Linked DNA regions of Macaca mulatta: region 1 is linked to region 2. A link is a contact called in public Hi-C data. All regions are on one chromosome and are shown on one strand. Each heading gives the region's core, a stretch centred on a gene start, on an enhancer-like site or on the middle of the called end of the contact. The rest is flanking DNA. Distances are from core to core; before and after follow the strand shown.

Region 1 (6,280 bases), core at 350-2,849, 370 kb after region 2:
TTTCTTGATAATGTTCTCTCCTGCTACATCTATTCCCCAAAATCACTGAGGACCTAGTAACTCAAAAACTGACTATAAAGCACCAAATCTTTTCAGGAAGCAAATATTTAAGTACATTATGTTTTCAAGGATCTTTTCAATTCATCTGATATTTGATCAGCTACATTCTTTTTTCACTTGTCCAGCTGTTCCGTGGCTGAATTTCCTCTTGTAGAGAAGTTGTTCAAAAAAAGTTCTGTACCTACTTTGCAAACTCTCCAATTTACACTCTAGCCTTAATTGTTCAAAACTTTCCCCCATCATTCTCATCTCATCCTCTCCTTTAAAAAAACCCCAAAATGATTAATCACCATCTATATAACAGTTTCAGAATGAACATTTCTCTCTGGAACTTTAGTTTGTATACTTCCCCAGTACAGCAATGAACACAGAGGGGATTTATATACCTGTGAACTTGATTTCAGTTATGCTTATTCAAAGTTACTAACCAGCAGTCTTTAAAAATATATGGTTTCTGTTCACACTGAAATTCCAGAGACTGTTATTCTGATAAATTATGCTAGCAAAAATAGTATTTTTAAAAGGTAGCTTTCATCCTACAATTCATGGGAGCTGTGAGCATACATAATCCCAGAAGTGTTGCATTACCAATCTTTAGTCTAGATTTTTCAAGTAATGTTGTTCTGATTTGAGATGAAAAACAGCTGAATGCACAGCCTAGACTGTCAAACGAGTTTAAAAACATCATTCCTGAAAAAAACAAAATTGTTCAGAACCATCTAATCTGTACTAAGGGAACATCAAGATTTCAGAGATAAAATGCACTTCATTGGCCACTGGTTCAACTACAGCTCATTACTGATAAGTGGGCACAGACACAAAGCCCATAAACTGTAGGCGCCAGATGTCTCAAGATAACTCCCACCAAAAGCTCTGACCTCCTGCAGAGGTTAAAGTGCAACAGAAAAGAAAGAAATCTCGAATTTTTGAGCAGACAGGCCAATATCCTAGACATACTCCAAGTATGTGGCTGTCCAGGGCAATTAGATTCAGATACTGGGCTGGATGGGCAAAATCCAAATTCACCTACAGACCTTAACACAGTGGTTCTCGGCACGCCAGAATCACCTGGGCAGCTTTAAAAACCACCGAGGCCAGGGCCCCACTATTAGAGACTCGGATTTGTCTGGGATGGGGGCCCGGGGATCAGAATTGTTAAAGAGTCGTCCAGTGATTCGGAAGCACTGTAGAGCTGAGAGCCTCTGGGACTGGTCCCCTCTCACAATTAACCTGCAATGATTTAGGAATCTCATGGGCCTCTGGCCCCACCTTTTGTCGCGGGGTTAACATAATTATGATAGCAATGTGACGTCCAAGACCTCGGCTCTCTGCGCATAAGAAGCCAGGGCCCGGGGCCTCTAAGCTCCTCCCTCACTTCCCAAAGGAAACCCAGCCGTCCCCGAAGTCACCTCGTGGGCGCGCAGCTTGCGGATCCTGGGCGTTGGCCGAGCAGGGGCCTGGTTTTCCTTGGAGACACAGAGGGGGAATGGGGACACGAGGGGGGCGGCTGTTGCCGGGGCGACTGGAAGCGCGCTTCCGGTGCGGAACACGTGGCGCGGCGCGCCGGAAGTCCCCCCTGCGTCGCGGACGCCACGTTCGCACCGCAGGCGGTGCTGTGCTGGAGGCCGGAAGCTGCCTGCTGGAGGCCGGAAGCTGCCTGCTGATCGGCTACTCCGAGTGGATCGCCTGGGCGGCAGGCGTGGGATGGCGGCGGGTAGCGGGGCTGGAGGGGAGGGTGCTGCACCCGGCAGGGCGCTGGGACCGCCGCGGGCACCCGCGCCGGGGGTCGGACGGTGCTGTCCCACCGGCGGGTGTGTTGCTTCTGCATGGCCTGGGTCTCAAGCCTTTAACTTTTTGTCCTTTCCTCAGCTTTCTTCGTTTTCCTTCCCTTGTCTTTACTTAGCCTTCTCTTTCTTCCTTTCTGTTTTCTTTCTTAACTAAAACAGAGTTTTAGTTTCTTTCTTTAATTTGTCCCAGGGGAAAACGCCCAGGCTTTGAAAATAGATTAACCCAGATCTCAGTTTGAGTGCGATTCCAGTGCTAGGTAAAACCTCCCCAAGCCTCGTGTTTCTCGTCAATAAGATATGCATAACCTAATGCGCAGTGCCTGATGCATTGCAGCAGACAAAACATTAGTACTTACTAATATGTTTGTAATTATAACCACAGCAATACCTGCCCTGTTAACAACACAAGAATCATTAATAAGAACCAAGCATAAACAATTAGAAGTCTTACGTGACATATCATTTCTGGGGCAATTAATCATATTTAATAGTTTCTGGGAATTTATTCCAAGGAAAAACAGGTACGAACCAGGTGTTTATTACAGAATTATTTTAAAAAGTGAAAATTGGAAATGACTTAAATGCCCAACAAGAGAATGGCTAAGTCAATTGGGTGATATTAATGACGTGACATTACTATGTTATTCCTATGGTATAAAAGAATTAAATGGTATAGAAGAATATAAACTTGAACAAATATTTACTGGATGCCTATTATGTGCCAAGTATTCTGTGTTAGCACTGTCCGTTGTAACCCTTACATGTGGCTGTGAGAACCTGAATTGTAGTAGTCTGAACTGAGATAAATTACACTACAGATTTTGAAGAAGAATGAGAAAAAGAATGTAAAATATCTCATTTTCTTTGTAGTGATAACATCTTAGAGAAGGACTATTGAGGTTAAATACTAAAATTTCATCTTTATATTTTTACTTTATTAGTGTGGCTACTAGAACATTTAAAATTATATGTGTGGCATGCTTTGTATTTCTATTGTACCGTGGTATTCTATTTACCAGATACACAGTAGTAAACAATACAGTTTTGGGGCTCATAAAATTAAATCTTTTGTGTAGAACATAGACAATCAGCAGATAAATAGAATTGTATGTTGTGGTGAGTTATATGAAGACAGTATAGCAGGGTAAGGACCAGAAAGTATATGTATATAGAGGGGGATTATTTTAGAAAAGATGATTCCTCCTCCTCAGAAAATGGATATGGGAGGAAATGAGATACCTATGGATAGAAGCAGGAGATGGTAGGAGGGTGATGTCTTGTGGGAAAAGTCAGGTTTGGATTGAGAGAGATAAGTCAGTTGGGGCCTGGTGGAATCTCTACCTGAAGGAAGAAGCCAGCATCTAGAGAGGAAGGAAAGAAAGATGGAGAGGGGTAAGATAGGGAGAAAGAGCTCAGGGGGTTCCTGGGAAAGGCAGAAGGATGCAGGCCTAGAGTGGATATAGTTCAGGTAGAGCAATTCCTGGTTCTATGAATGAAAAAATACAATATATGTGGTATACTATGGCATTAGATAGAATATTAGTTGGCTGCTGTCACAGAGACCCAGAAGAGGAGTGGCTCAAACTGTTGAGAAGTGTATTTCTATCTAATGGCAGTCTGGGTGTAAGGAGTCCAGAGTATGGCAGCTCTACCTGTCTCATAGCTCCACCCTCCCTGGTTTCTTGCCTTGGCCCACATGGTCCAAGATGGTGCACCACTGCACCTTTCAGCCAGTGGGAAAGGGAAAGCCCTTTACCTCTAAGGATTTCTCCACCTTGGCACTATTCACATTTGGATAATTCTGTGTTTTGGGGGTTGTCCTGTGCATTGTAGGAGTTTTAGTAGCATTTCTGGTCTCTACTCACAAGATGCCACTACTGTCTCCCAGTTGTGACAGGCAAAAATGTTCTCAGACATTGCCAGATGTCTCCTGGGCTGGCGTGGGGGGGCAAAGTCACCCCCAGTTGAGAACCACTGCTTTAAGAGTACTACCCAGAGGTGGCCCACAGCACTTCTGATCACTTCCTACTAATGGCCTGAACTTCATTACTTAGCCCTCCTAAGGGTAAAGGAGCTTGGAATTGTCTTTTTCAGATGGCCAAGTGCCCAGCTAAAAGTTGACTAAAGAAGAAAAGAAACTAGCTGATTCTCCCATACCCTTGTTGCTACAGGGAATGGAAATTTTGTAGCTGATTGAGGAGGTAGTCCTGTTCTTTTCATCTTTAAGTCTGAGTTTTAGTCATTACTCACTTTAACTCACTTGCATAAAAATACTGGTGGTGGGGAACACTAAGCACCTAAGGAACAATCCTATTTGAAAAGAATGGGGATTGTTACTCCAGGGGGTTGACCAGGGAGAGAAAGCGAATTTTGAAATGGAGGCTAGAGGAGGTTTGATTTTCACTTGTCGTTTAGCGCCATCTGGTGGATATTTACAAATGGCAATTCCTCGGTATTTTCTTTAATTTTTCTCAGGCATACGCTTCAAATTTTAAATGGATTATGGCAAAACTTTAAAGAATCCTGTCAGATGAGGAACTCTAAACATGATCTCTCACTTTCGGCACTATTGGCATTTTGGGCTGCATAATTCATTGTGGGGGCTATTCTGTGCATTGTAGGATATTTAGAAGCATTCTTGGCCTCTGCCCACTGGATGTCTCTCCCTGCCCCCATTTATGACAACCAAAAATGTTTCCAGCCATTGACAAATGTCCCTAGGGTGAGGGTGTGGGGAATGGCTTCTGGTTGAGAACCACTCCTTCAAACAAGGCATCTAAAATCCTAGTGCCTGTTAAGGCATAGTAGTCCCCTATCAGTGTATCCTGGTGTGTCTGGAAAGGATGGGGAGGCAGTGCTGGGAGAAAACGGCACCAGATGCAGCACGACATGTCCTCTCGTTTACACTTTGGAGATTTTCGCTCCTGTTTATCTCAACCAAGTAGAGATTGAGGGAGAGAAGCCAAAAGGCATGGCTAGAGGATGTAGTTTCTTTAAAGGACCTATGGTAAGGAAATATATAGAGGTTATTACCTAACACAGGAAGTAGCACAGACGAATCTCAAACTCTGGTACTGGGGCCCCAAAGTTCAGGTGTCAGGTGTGAAAATCCTGCCAGCCGTGGGAAGCCATAGCTAATCTCATGGGGCTTTTTGGATCCTCCCCTGTCCCCCAGCTGGGACCCATCTGCCACCTAAGTGTTGTGAAGAAAGAGCTTGGGAACCAGTCCCCTTACCCGGATCAAGTAAGTGGTGCTAAACCACCTGCAAACAGGAGTCCTGAATTCTTACTTTGAAGTTGGGTAAACGAAAGAACAGTTTCCCAGGAGCACTCGCTAGCAGGTCCTCGCTTCAGGTCCGGCTCAGGTCCTCTGCCATAGTTTCTCTTTGATTTCACCTTCTCAAGCCCCTTCCTCACCAGCCCCAGACCCTTCCTTTCAGCAGACGACCACTTCCTATTGACACAATTGAGATGACCAGGCACAGATTTCATCACCTTGAAATGTATTGCCATCTGCACTCACCGTGCCTCTTGGTTTAAAGAGACACAATGAGTGCCTTTGCTTCTGCTTAGGCCAACCCAGTCACGTTGTTATCTGGATCCAATTCCATGTCCTCACAGGCACCTCATACCCTCAATTGTACACCTCTCATATCATTGCCTTTCTCTTTCCTGGCTTCTTCCCCATCAGCATCAAACTGGCTCAGGTTCTCTGATCTTTAAAATCATTTGGGCTGATTTTTCACTCCCCTCTCCTCAGCTTTCTATTTTTCCACCTCTCTTTTTGGTTATACTTCTGTAAAAAGTGAGATACCTTTGTTTCCTCACCTACTTTCCACTCACCCCACAGCTGGTTCTCTTTGAGCATGTCCATTCTGGTACAACTGTCTCACTGGCATCACTGCTGACTTTTTCCATCTACTATACTTGGGCCTCTCTGCAGTATTTAATACTATAGTCCATGCCCTTTTTCTTTAAAATTACAAGATTTTCTCTCCCCAGACTGCAAAGGTAACATGTGCTTAATGCAAAAAAGAAAAATACAATAATAAAAACGCAAGTCTTGGACAACTGAGGCACTTAAGTTCAAAGGAAAACAACAAGAATGACTTGCAATGCCATTACTTTAAAATAACCATTCTTTAGGATATAACAATTATATATATATATGCATTCAATACTGGAGCACTCAGATATATAGAGCAAATATTATAGAAGCTAAAGAAAGAGATAGGCTCCATTACAATAATAGCAGAAGATTTCAACACCCCACTTTTCAGCATTTGACAGATCTTCCAGGCAGAAAATCAACAAGGAAATATCAAACTTAATATGCACTATAGACCAAATATCTAATAGCTATTTAGAGAATATTTTATCTGATAGCTGCAGAAGACACATTTTTTTTTTTCCCTCAACATATGGATTATTCT
Region 2 (6,225 bases), core at 1,617-4,116:
AGCTTATGTACAGGAGAAGGCAAGAGTGAAAGAGGGTTGTTACAGTTCTGGAAGCTTCCTTCCCACCCCACTCCAAGGCAAGTGAGGGGGACTTTGACAGAACCACTCAGAGAGATGGACAGGTGCCCCTGTTGTAGAATGGTGTCTAACTCTCCAAAAAAACAAACAAACAAACAAACAAAAAACAAAAAAAAAACAATGAATAGGCGAGAAGCCAGCTAGAGCTACCTAAGACCGACTGTAAAGATGACGAGAAGGGCTGCAGAGGGAACAGCCCTGCTTCCAGGGCTGGGTGGGGAGCAGAGCCACTGGGTTGTTCCCATGGGCTAAGTACACATCAAGCAAGCAGCTGGGCCTAGGCTGTCTTGGAAGGACCCTGACCAAGAGGCCTGCAAGTGAGGTAACCTGACAGAAAAAATTTGTGTGGGATGTACTACCAAAAGCAGGAGCCAGCAGTCAACCAGAGGGTACAGCATCTGAACCATGGAATGGGTAAGAAGAGGCTACCAGCAAAGGGAGGGTCCTCCAAAAGATCTCCAAAGTGGGCACCTCCAAAGAACAAAAGTGGTACTAGGTTGGTTTAAGCAGTCTGTGGCCCACCAGCCAGGCACTGCCTGACCCATGGAACTAGCTCTTCTGGGAGCCTCTGGGGATGTTCACTGGAGATACCATGTTTGCTGCTTCTCTGTCATTTCACCTGCATAAGTCTGAGAAATATGTTGCAGAACTTAAACATAAGGTTTCTGTTTCTATAATGTATGACTTTTTGTTCTATTTCCTAATATTCTGTAACTCCTGAGATTTCAAGGGAACTGTTCATTGTTTTAATCCTATGCCTTCCATACTGTGACTTATAAGAACATCCCCAGTTAAGCCCAGTGTCTGGTCCTGGTGTTTTATCAGGAAATGAACACCGGCCGGCACCTCAGAACCCAGAAAGAGGCAGTTTCTCTGACCTCATTCCATGGAAAACATCTGTAACTGTTCCCTCAGCAATGTGTAACATTAGCCTCTGGAGAAGGCCCATAAAGGATTTTGCCTCTCTTCCTTGGGAATTCGCAGGAAAGGGCTGTCTGCATGAGCTCAGAATATCTGTTAATATATTGCTACTCAGAGACTTAATAAGGATTGAAAAGAGGTTTCCGCTGCACTAAGGGAAATTTATCAAAGAGAATTCCAGAGTATTGAAGCAGCTGAAAGATGATTTTAAAACAAAGGCCTGAAAACTATGCATGATAAATTATCACAGATGTGAGTACTTTTATAAGTATTCCATTTTTAAATTGCCCAAAAGAACCAACTTTTCAGCAACCTCTTTAGAATCCATTGGCAGCCCTAGATTCATTCCAGATGAACTGGGCCAGAAATTTCTACAGCAAAGGTCAGGGAGGTCCATTCACTGACCTCCCTTCCTTGCTCCTTGGCTATAAATTCTCACTTTTCCATGCCACATTTGAAGTTGAGCCCAATCTCTCTTCCCCACTGCAAGACCCTGTTGCAGTGGTCCCTATGTCTACCTCAATGGTCCTGAATAAAGTCTTCCTTACCATGCTTTAACAAGTGACAAGTGTCATTAAATAATTTTCTTTTCTTTTCTTTTTTTTTTTTTTAGACAAAGTCTTGCTCTGTCGCTAGGCTGGAGTGCAGGGCACGATCTCAGCTCACTGCAACCTCCGCCTCCTGGGTTCAAGCGATTCTCTGCCTCAGCCTCCCAAGTAGCTGGGATTACAGGCACGTGCCACCACGCCCGGCTAATTTTTTGTATTTTTAGTAGAGACGGGGTTTCACCGTGTTAGCCAGGATGGTCTTGAGCTCCTGACCTTGTGATCCGCCTGCCTCAGCCTCCCAAAGTGCTGGGGTTACAGGCGTGAGCCACCACGCCCAGCCAAATAATTTTTTCTTCAACAAGGTATTATATAATTCTTAAGTGAAAATTGCATTACAATTTACAATGGCAAACATTTTAGCCCTGTAATAGACAGCAAGATAAAAGTAACCCCTGACAGCTCTGAGCTGACCCGGCAGTCACAGCTGGGCCTTGGTGCTCCGTGGAACATAAATACTTCACAGAACACCATCAGACGTGACCACTCTTTGACCGGATGGATCAAGACAAAAACAAGACTCCTTTGTAATCACGTGGGAATGCTGAAAAAACATAAACATTGTCCAAACCACAAAAATGACCAAACATCCCCTATCCCAGTTAATGAGTTACTGGTCTTGTCTCCCCTCCTTTTAGGTAAGTTAATGAGTCACTGGTCTTGTCTCCCCTCCTTTTAGGTAAGATTTATTATGATACTTAATCATACAATCGCCCTCCTTTCTGCCAGCACCCAGTCCAGAGTATTGGATTGGATAATCTGCTTCCCTGAACCTTTCCCCAAATTACTTTGGAGTAAGGCATCAGCATAGGAGGCTGTCACATTCGTTCAACCATCACTGTGCTTTTACTGGCCCTTTGCAGGCAAAGAATGAGAATGTGCACAGATGAGAAGTCCAGGATGCACATGACCACTCAATTAACATTTACTACTTTCATATCAACTGTTGCATGCTAGGATGTTAAAAACACTTTTTGAATTAATTACTGCGTTAAATAGATTCACATTTATGTCTACGGTTATGTGAACATCTAGCTGAACACTGTCTTGACTGTCCTGAGTAGAAGCAGAACAGGTAAGTTGTAAAGTACGTCAACAACCTTTGCTGCTAAAAAACGAAAGTGCAGTTTCTTTCTATCGGGCCAGGGGCGGGGCCATAGCTCCTCCTCCAGGAAGCCGCGCGAGCCCAGTCCCACGGCCGCCGCCGTTCGCTCTACGCATGCGCCATTTCCCTAGTGCGCATGCGCCGGGTCCCAGGCCCACGTGCGCCAGCCTGTGGGCTTGGATTGGCTAAGCCTTGAAGTTGTCCCTGTCCCGGTGACCGGAAGTTCTCCGTGGACGCTGGGCGGCTGAAAGCTCCGGAACTGCGCCTGCGCTTTTCAGTGAGTCATGCTTCAGGTTTGCCAGGGCCTGTGTCCCGCAGAAAGGCGAGCCCTTGTTCCCAGCGGAAGCCCACCCCGGCTCGCGGCGGCTTTCCGGTGCGCCCTGGGCGGCGTAGGTCCAAAGGTGCTCTCACCCCCGCCCCTTCCTCTCCGACTGCCGAGGTCGCCAGAGTGGGCTGAACCCTCGGGACTGCAGCTGCTTGTGTGCTGGGTGCTGGGCCGTCATCCCAAGATGATTAGCGGCAGGCTTTGCATGTTGCTCGACCCCACCCACCGGAACTCGAACCCGGGTTAGACCGGGCTGTTGGGCTGGTCTCTTCCTCTCGCTGCACCTTTACTAGGGGTCACCATTAAGGGAAAGGGCCCTAGCGCAGTACTGAGTGGCAGTTAAGTAACCGCTACACCACTGCCAACATTTGGCATCATTTCTCTCCATAGAGGGCGGGGCTCTCTGTGAAGCTGGGGAGCTGTAAGTGGGTTAGGGCTAGAAAGTTACACTTTCTCTTTAGGCTTTAAAGAGATCTAAAGATCTGAACAGATCTAGGTTATTATTGACTTTTTACCAACTTCTGGAAACATTGTTTCCAGAACTTTCCTCTCGTTCTTCTCAGGGTTTAGGCCATTTTTGTGCAGATGTGTGCACCTTGCTTACTATAATATTAGCTAATCTTTGTAAGTTTTTATATGGATCCAATACCATATTTCGTGCCTACTTTTCCTGGCACTGTATAAACTTTTTGGTATAGGTATGCATCTAAGCATTATCCATATTAGCATCAGTTCTAGAACCGTGGTGTCCAATAATGATAGCCATTAGTTACATAAGGCTTGAGCACTTGAAATGTGGCTTGTCCGAATTGAGATGTGCTATAAGTGTAAGACAGTGAAGTTTGGAAAATTAGCATGAAAAAGAATGTAAACTATCTCAATTTGTTTATATTAATCACGTGTTGAGATGACTATTCTGGATATACTGGGTTAAATAAAATGTATAATTTCAATTTTTATTTTTTAACATGACTACTGGAAAATTTTAAATCATATTTGTGGTTTACATGTTATATTTATGTTGCACAGCCCTGCTCTAGAAAAGGGTCAACAAACTATGACCTGCAGCCAAATCTAGCCTGCCTGTTTTTGTAAACAAGTGTTACCAGAACAAGATCATGCCTATCCATTTATGTTATTTTCTGTATCTGCTGTTGCTGCTACAAGAGCAACAGAGTTGAGTAGTCCATAGAGATTGTATGGCCTACAAAGCCTAAAATATGTACCTTCTGATCTTTAACAGAAAAAGTGTGCTGACCCCCTGCTCTAGAACAATGCCTGGTTTGGTAGATATTTTTAAGCCTTTTAATTGTAGACTCACATCCTGTTATTCACACTTACTGTGTGACAGCCATAGTTCAAAGCACTTTATCAAGACTTTCATTTAATTCTCATTAATCCTAGGATGTTGGATTTCTCCCATTTTGTAGATGAGGAAATTGAGGCACAGAATGGTCAGGAAACTTATCCAACTTGCTCAGCACCCCTCATTTCTAGGAACTGGACCTGCTTGACCTTCTTTATGCAAATGTTTTGACCCCCCAACCCCTTTTGATTAGCCCACAGTGGGCACCATGGTTCTGGTGGTGGTGGTTGTTTTGTTTTGTTTTTTTAACAAGATATATTTGAACTAGAATTTTTTGAATTATTTTTTTGAACTAGAATCGAGATGGACTTGGTCTCCTGCGGAAGAAGCCGAGGAGCACTGGGCTTAGGTGCAATGAGTACAAGCAAGCTGGTGTGTAGTGAAAAGAAATGAAGCTCACAAGCAGAGAAGAGAGAGAGCATCCTGTATGCTCATCACTCATTTAACAACAACAAAAATGTGTTAAGTAATAGTAAGCACTGGCTGGGTGTTTGCTAGGTGTGTATAGGTGAATAAAACATGTGGATCTTCTCTTATGGTCTTGTGGGGAAGGCAGTAAAAACGTTTTTTAAATGTGATGAACACCCTGAAAAAAAAACATGCAAATTATTTACTGTTTTTAGCAGGTTTCCTCACCTGTAAGATGAAAATAAGCCATTATCTGTATTTCAGGAATATTGTGAGGATTGAGATGACAGGAGAGTGTATGTCCCAGAGAGTTGCTCAATAAATATATGTTGCCTTCCACTGTGAAGAGGTAAGTGAGGGGGTGAGTATCAGGGATTGTGTACATTATGACATTTAAAATATTACAGTTGTCATGTGTAATTTGTGGAGAAGGTTGTCAGCTGCATTGTTCACAGTAGGTGTTTCAAATCTTTTCTGACTGAATGAGACTCATCTAGAAAAAGCCAAAGTCAGAGTTGTCTGCATTCAGTCCAGGAGCAGAACCAGAGCTGTCTTTGGGGCTGATGGCAGCCTAACTGGGAGGTCCTGCTGGGGTGTGGAGGAGGGTTGTATGCCTGTGTGTGGTTTAAATCAGAGTCACCCTGGAGAGCTGAGCCAGTGTGCAGGCCCTACCCTCAGAGATCCTAATTCATCCTATCTGGAGTGAGGCCCTGCCATTGTTTGTTTTTGTTTTTTGTTGTTTAATTTCCCCCAGATGATTCTAATGTGCAATCAGGGTTAAGAACCACTAATGGTGGGAGATCAGCCAGGCTCAGGATGCTGCTTGAGCAAAGGCACAGAGCTGTGCCCATCAGTGGTTGAGAGTAGTCAAGAGGGAGGCCTGCTACGGCTCTTTTTGCCACTGGCCAAGAAGCTTTGGCTCCATCATGAAAGCAAGGGGAAACCTCTGAAGGGCTTTAAGCAGGAAAATGAGGGAATATCTTGCTGAGATCTGTACTAGAGGATGATCCCTCTAACAAAGTGCCAGACTCACTTTGTGAGTAGAGTGTAGAAGTAGAGTGAAGGCAGTGAAGAAGCAAATTGTAGCTGTCCAGATGATGGAGAGCCCAGATAGGGTTTGGTACCACCCTGTGTGTGTTTTCTCTAGCAGCCAGTGTCTGTCCACGTTGAAATACCACATGTGTTGTAACTGGCCAGTTTCTTGTCAGTATTACTTCCACTAGGCTATCAGCTCCTTCAAGGCAGAGACTGTTTAGGCTCAGCATCTAGCACATACTCTATCCCTAATATATATTTATTGAATGAACTATGTAGAACTAAGCTGGACATATGCCTTACTTTGTCTTTTTATAGCAATTGTCAGAATTTTATATCTCAATGGCTTCCACGTTATACCCTCCTAGGGCAATAAATCCTT

Evidence for each region. A called contact is a pair of places that touch in the nucleus more often than the background predicts.
Region 1: a Hi-C map of liver shows a contact between it and region 2, with 8 times the contacts expected there. The contact joins the promoter of GEMIN8 here to the promoter of TCEANC in region 2. A contact is called at or near these places in 6 of 14 Hi-C or Micro-C datasets (CD4 T cells, blood, cortical neurons and 3 more).

The regions. Positions count from the first base shown.
Region 1 is chrX:13,665,041-13,671,320 of T2T-MMU8v2.0, forward strand. GEMIN8 (gem nuclear organelle associated protein 8) reads right to left here and starts at 1,600. Exons shown (of 5, transcript NM_001257640.1): 1 at 1,470-1,600.
Region 2 is chrX:13,298,199-13,304,423 of T2T-MMU8v2.0, forward strand. TCEANC (transcription elongation factor A N-terminal and central domain containing) reads left to right here and starts at 2,867. Exons shown (of 4, transcript XM_077988142.1): 1 at 2,867-2,986; 2 at 5,073-5,157. The coding sequence starts at 5,135.